Linked DNA regions of Sus scrofa: region 1 is linked to region 2. A link is a contact called in public HiChIP or PLAC-seq data. All regions are on one chromosome and are shown on one strand. Each heading gives the region's core, a stretch centred on a gene start, on an enhancer-like site or on the middle of the called end of the contact. The rest is flanking DNA. Distances are from core to core; before and after follow the strand shown. Region 1 has its middle 51 kb from the start of VAPA. Region 2 holds the start of NAPG (gamma-soluble NSF attachment protein).

Region 1 (2,700 bases), core at 56-2,555, 230 kb after region 2:
CTTCTGCCCCCCAAAGAAATGTTTTAGGGGTATAAACGCTCCCCAGTAACAGCAGGGTCTCTGGGTGCAGAGGGAGAGTGACACGGGGAAGGCAGGGCTGCTGCCACAGCCGTGCCAATTTCATGGGAAATCGGCTATCCTCACTTTGTAAAAACCCACCACAAGGCTTGCTGGGATTCCCAAAATGCTTTTATTTGTTTGGAGCAGTAAATATCTTAAAAATAACATTTTTTTTCTCTAAAAGTCTGTGTGGCAGTTTGTTTGTTTGCTTTTCACAGATGCTTCCAGGCTGAATTTGTGGAACATGGTTTGGAAAACACAAAAATTGTTTTAATCTTTATGGTCATTACAAAATGTCTTCTTAGAAGTCAAAGAACATCATTAGAAATGTTATGCAAAGGAGTAAACCTAAAACTAGTCCCCCAAAGTCAAAATCAGATTTTTTTAATTGAAAGTGTCCAGAGGCATCATTCCTTTCCATTGAGATAGGTCGGGGAAGTCTATTCACTCATTCTGAGGATAAACCATCTAATGGGGCTAATGAACTCCACCCAGGGCTCTCTGCACAGCCTAATGAGAAGCAGCCATTCCCAGTGGCCCCCACCCTCTGCGGTCCCTTCCAGGTGGCTTCCAGAGCTGCTCGGGAAGAATTCTTGGTCTGGGGCGAAATGCCCCTCTCATCACAGTGGGGAAACCATCCTTCAGGACCAGATCTCATTACCCGGAGGCGCTCCCACCTCTGCCCACCTGCTCGGTGTGTCAGGCTTGCACTTCTGAGGACAGAGATCCCATGTTGCTGTGGCTTTGGTGTAGGCCAGCAGCTATAGCTCTGATTCGGCCTCTAGCCTGGGAACATCCATATGCCATGGGTGTGGCCCTAAAAAAGCAAAAAAAAAAAGTTGTTTAACTTTTGAGTGAAGGATTGGATACAGATAAACATAGCACCAGATGCAATTATAAGACATTATAAAAAATTACTGCTGACAACGAAAGCATTGAAATGATTGAAATTAAAGGTATTATTCTATAGTATCTTTTCATTAAAGACATCACAAGGGTTTACTCACATCATTGCTATAATTATCCCTGTTTTATCATTGAAAAACAAACATCACATCAACTATCTGTTGTCTTCTAAAGGAGAGGGGAGACGTTTCACACCTATCCTTAGAATCAAGACAAATGCTTCCTTCAGTTGGCAGTTGCCCTCTGAATAAAAAACATAGTAGTTTGATTTGCTCAAGATGATAAACCAACTAGTTGGGATTGCTCAGGTTCTAGCCTCAAGACCTAAGACCATGCTGCCACCTGGTGGTAGCATCAAATTTTACAACAGTTCATTCTGAGAGCCAGCCGGCCTTGTCAGTTCCCTACTTCCGAAGTGAAAAGGTGGTTATCATTTAACTTCAAGAAAAAATGAAAGGGTCTGAGGGACAGGGTGCTGGAGGTGACAAATTAAAACCAAACATCCAAATCCATAGAAAAGCCATTATTCCATCCCTCCCGTGGAACCCAGCCTGACCCCACTGCCCCCTGGAGGCCAGTCACCTGTGAAAAGAGCCTGGCTCTGCCTGTGGGCCAACTACCCCTTCAGGAGAGTGTTTCTGGATCAGTTTCCTCCTACAAAACCATGGAAGCGAATCCCCTCCTCATATTAAGAATGGCATTGTAGAGATCTAGAGAACTTTTATTTTTATTTACCTTTTTTTTGAGATGGGTTTTAAATCTAAGTATCTAAGCTAACGAGAGAAGAGAGCAACCAGCCTGCTCTTGACCTGAGGCTGCCTGTCCTTTGGCACAGAAAGGAGGCCTCGTCCAAAAATCGAGAGAAGGGAACATGCGGGTCCCAGATTGTCATGTCTTCGCAAACACATGTAGAGAGGAACTTCTGATTTTACCACAATGCCTACGTGTTGGTTTGGAAATTAGCACCTTCCTTTCACTAAAAAGCTCCAAATATTTTCCACAAGTGGTCAAATGTTTATCAAAATAACTGAACGTGTTATGTCTAGTGACACCCTTTGGACGGCACTGGACAGGCCCCCAGGTCCACGGGCCCAGAGTGGGCCTGGGCATCCACTGCTCCGGATGGTGAGGGTAGGGACACTCCCTCCACCTTTGCTCCTGGAGGCACTACTGCCAAGTGACCAGAGAATGTACCGTCCTGTTGACTTTCCAACCCATGCCGCAGAAACTAGGGATCTCCACAGATCTGGTAGACTGGAGGTGGCTGAATAAGGAGACTAGATCCTGGCCTGTGTGAATGCATTGCTGAGACTTAACTTTTCAAGATAACCGAGAAGGGCAGGTCGATGTGGCGGCTGTGCCATGTGGACTGGCCATGAGTGGTGGCTGCTGTTCCCAGCTCCCTATGAACACTCAAGAAGTGCCTTAGGGACCGCTGCCACGACAGAGGGATGCAGAGACAACAAAGTTGAGAGCTTGTACAAGTGACGTGGAAGCCAGCCCCCAAACCCGGTGCCTAAGCCACAGCCTCGTCCTCCTCCTGCCCCCAGCTCTACTGGGACTGCAAACAGGGGCAGGAACCCTGGCAAGGACTGGTCATCTGAGGGAGTCCCACTGAGAACCCAAAAGGATGACTGTCTCCTTCACAAATTTCAAGGTCATGAGACACAGGCTGAGAACCTACTTCGGAATAAAGGAGACAAGAGACTTGAGACCCAAATGCAAGATGTGAGC
Region 2 (2,700 bases), core at 13-2,512:
AAAAGCCCTGAGAAGTATTAAAGCTTGAGAAGGGCTGAAGCACATAAGTAAGCAGTGGGACCTGTGAGACTGCAGCACAGGAGAGGCCAGAGAATGACCGAGGAGTCATCAGCAGATGCCACACCAAGGGCCCCATAAGTTTCTCTAGGAAGACTGCAGAGAAAAGCCAGGAAGACTGCAGAGAAAGGCCAGAAAGACTACAGAAAAGACACTCAGGGAGACAGAGGGAGTCAGCAAGAAAGACTCCAATGAGCCACCAGGGGACAGGAAGGACCACCTGAAAGACGAGGACGACTGGAAGACAGAAGCTGCTTTCCAGGATTCCAGGATTACTTGGCATCTCAAACGCCACACCAAAGTACAATCCGATTGAATCCTTATCTAACCTGCCCTTTCTGCAATACTTTAATTTCAGAATAATTTCAGGCTTACAGTTTAGTGACTGTCAAGCTTAGGTGTGCTTACAAATTGCCCAATGAACATCATCTTTAATTCTAAACTTCAGTTAGTGACGACCTGCTTACGACTCTGCCAGCTTCCAAGGGACCAGGGGACACCTTAACTGAGGAAAAAGAGGGGCTACCGGCCTAGGTGGGGGGAGCCCCCAGACTGCCGGGCTCCGGGGTACCAAAGAGCCCCCACTGCCCCCATCACCCGAGCCGCGACAACTTCCGGGTCGACGGTAGCGCTTCCGGGCCAGCGCCCACCCCCCCAAGCCCCGCTCGCCCGCCCCTGCGCCCCCCGCGCGATGCTAACTCGGACAGCTCTCGGAGGGGCCCGGCCCCGGCGTCCGGCCTGGGCCGCGCTGGGCCTCTCACTCACTATTTCTCTGCTTTGGCGAGGTGCTCCAGTCCCTCGTTTATCTTCTGCGCCGCCATCTCCGCGGTGCGGCCCTGACGTGGAGGCCGAGAGCCCGCCGAGTGGGCGTGGGAACGCCGAGGAGGAGGCCGGGACGGCGCCGCTGCCGCTCCACCGGGGCCTGCAGGGCTCAAACCAAGTGCGGCGAAGCGGCCCGGGAGCCGCGCAGGAAACGCCGCGCAGGCGCAGAGCGCCCGAGCTGGCCGCTAGCTTGTCTCCATGCGCAGCAGTGGTGGGTAGTGAGGGAGGTTCTCTCATTCATTCGTTCGTCAAGCACCGGTTTGTCGAACACCTACTATGCGTCAGACACTGTCCTAGTGCCGGCAGGTCGCCAGGGAGAACGAGAGACCGAGTCCGGCCCTCGTGGATCTCGCTTCCCGCTCCCTTGAAAGCGCATTGGCACTGCGATCCGTGACCGCATAGACTCGTTTATTTTTTACTACATGTGCGCCCCTACCGCCTGTCGGTCACCGTCAGGTAACCCCTGACAGATGCTCAGAAGTGAGCACTCCGTGACGTTCGGGAGCGAGGTTCGCCAGCAAGGGTCTGGCAGAAATAACAGTAACTCCGTGTCCGACTCACATTTCGTGGGGTTTCAACACCTGCAAGGTGATTCTGCGATAGCATTGCAGCTCCTTGGTCTCCACCCAACTAGCTCATACTCTCATCCCCAGGATCACACCCTCGACCTTACCAGTCATGGGTAACTAATTACTAGTGACTGTGCCCCCGACGCATCACTTTCAAGCAGACACTTTATTTCTTGCTGTCTTCTAGCTCTGATAATTTTTCACCTTCAGCAGAACTCCCACCTCTTCCTGGCCTCTGCTCCTGTTCACACCTCCCTGTTTACCCATTATAAGCTCCATGTTCCATCATTGTAACTACTCTTCTGCGTGTGCATCAGCCTCCCTGGCCCTCTTCCTTTCTCCTTGTATGGAAAAGCCCCTGTTCTCTACGGACTGGAACTGCTCTGAGCAATTGAAAGTGGTTGGAGAAAAACAAAGCAGCAACATGCTAACGTGACCCGTCCCTGGAATCTGTGCTCATACATGTCAAGGAGGCCCTGGTGCAGCTAAGTTCCTGAACTGCATTTCACTGGACCAGTCATCCAAGGGCGAAATCTCTTCCTGGACCATCTTGGGCCCTCTAGGTGTGACTCTGTAAACTAGACTGGGCAAGATGGAGGAACAGGGGGAAAAGCACACATTTATTTAACAGAGGTTTTGTGCGACACGAGAGCCTTTATAAGGAAATGAAGACCCGCAAAAGTGGTTACTCCTGTGTTTTTATGCTTGCTGTGCTAAAGGCTGGAAAGTCCTGGGAAAACACGATGGGACAAGGGCAGGAGCCCAGCACAGTGACCTGTGGAAACTAGCAAGGCCTTTGTTCTCACCACCTTCAGCACCTCTGTCTTCAGAGTGTTCCTGTCCTCCAGGTACAGGTAGCTCATCTCTCACATAGGGTATATGGGGTTCGGGAAACGCTGTCCCCAAATACGGCACCTTGGCACATGGAACCCAGCAGAAAATCCACAGTCTAACTGGTCCTTCAGTCATAATTTCTTTATTAAGGCTCCCACATCACCTAAAACTTCTGTTCAGTGAATCTGTAGTCTTTCCTCCTATTAATCTGTCTGTCACTTTCATGTTCAGACCCAGCCAGGGGCCTAAGAGGGTTGAGGAGAACTTTTTCCTCCCTTACAGGGTCTCATGGGAGAAGGGAGGAATCAAACCTGCCTGCACCTGCTCTTTCTCAGGTTCCCCCAGCTGAACCCCTTCAGTATGCCAAGGAGCCGTACTTTGGGGTAGTGCGTTCTGAATCCCACTGGGACATAATGCC

The links. HiChIP or PLAC-seq counts read pairs in DNA pulled down with a chosen protein or histone mark.
Region 1: a contact with region 2 is called in an H3K27ac HiChIP or PLAC-seq map of alveolar macrophages, with 8 times the contacts expected there. The contact joins the enhancer-like site here to the promoter of NAPG in region 2. A contact is called at or near these places in 4 of 5 promoter capture datasets (fetal liver, fetal skeletal muscle and liver), 29 of 47 Hi-C or Micro-C datasets (adipocytes, adipose tissue, alveolar macrophages and 18 more) and 2 of 2 datasets of contacts at active chromatin or transcription factors (alveolar macrophages and skeletal muscle).

What each region holds. Positions count from the first base shown.
Region 1 is chr6:98,202,371-98,205,070 of Sscrofa11.1, forward strand. No RefSeq gene overlaps it. Among named protein-coding and RNA genes, the nearest start is that of VAPA, 51 kb to the right of the region's middle. Within about 2 kb of position 1,306, at least 4 of the 83 cell types and tissues checked have an H3K27ac peak or open chromatin away from gene starts, as enhancers often do. A contact at or near this core is called in alveolar macrophages, where this site is marked.
Region 2 is chr6:97,973,712-97,976,411 of Sscrofa11.1, forward strand. NAPG (gamma-soluble NSF attachment protein) reads right to left here and starts at 1,263. Exons shown (of 12, transcript XM_021096051.1): 1 at 823-1,263. The coding sequence starts at 878. LOC106508392 (a long non-coding RNA gene) reads left to right here and starts at 1,056. Exons shown (of 3, transcript XR_002344996.1): 1 at 1,056-2,296.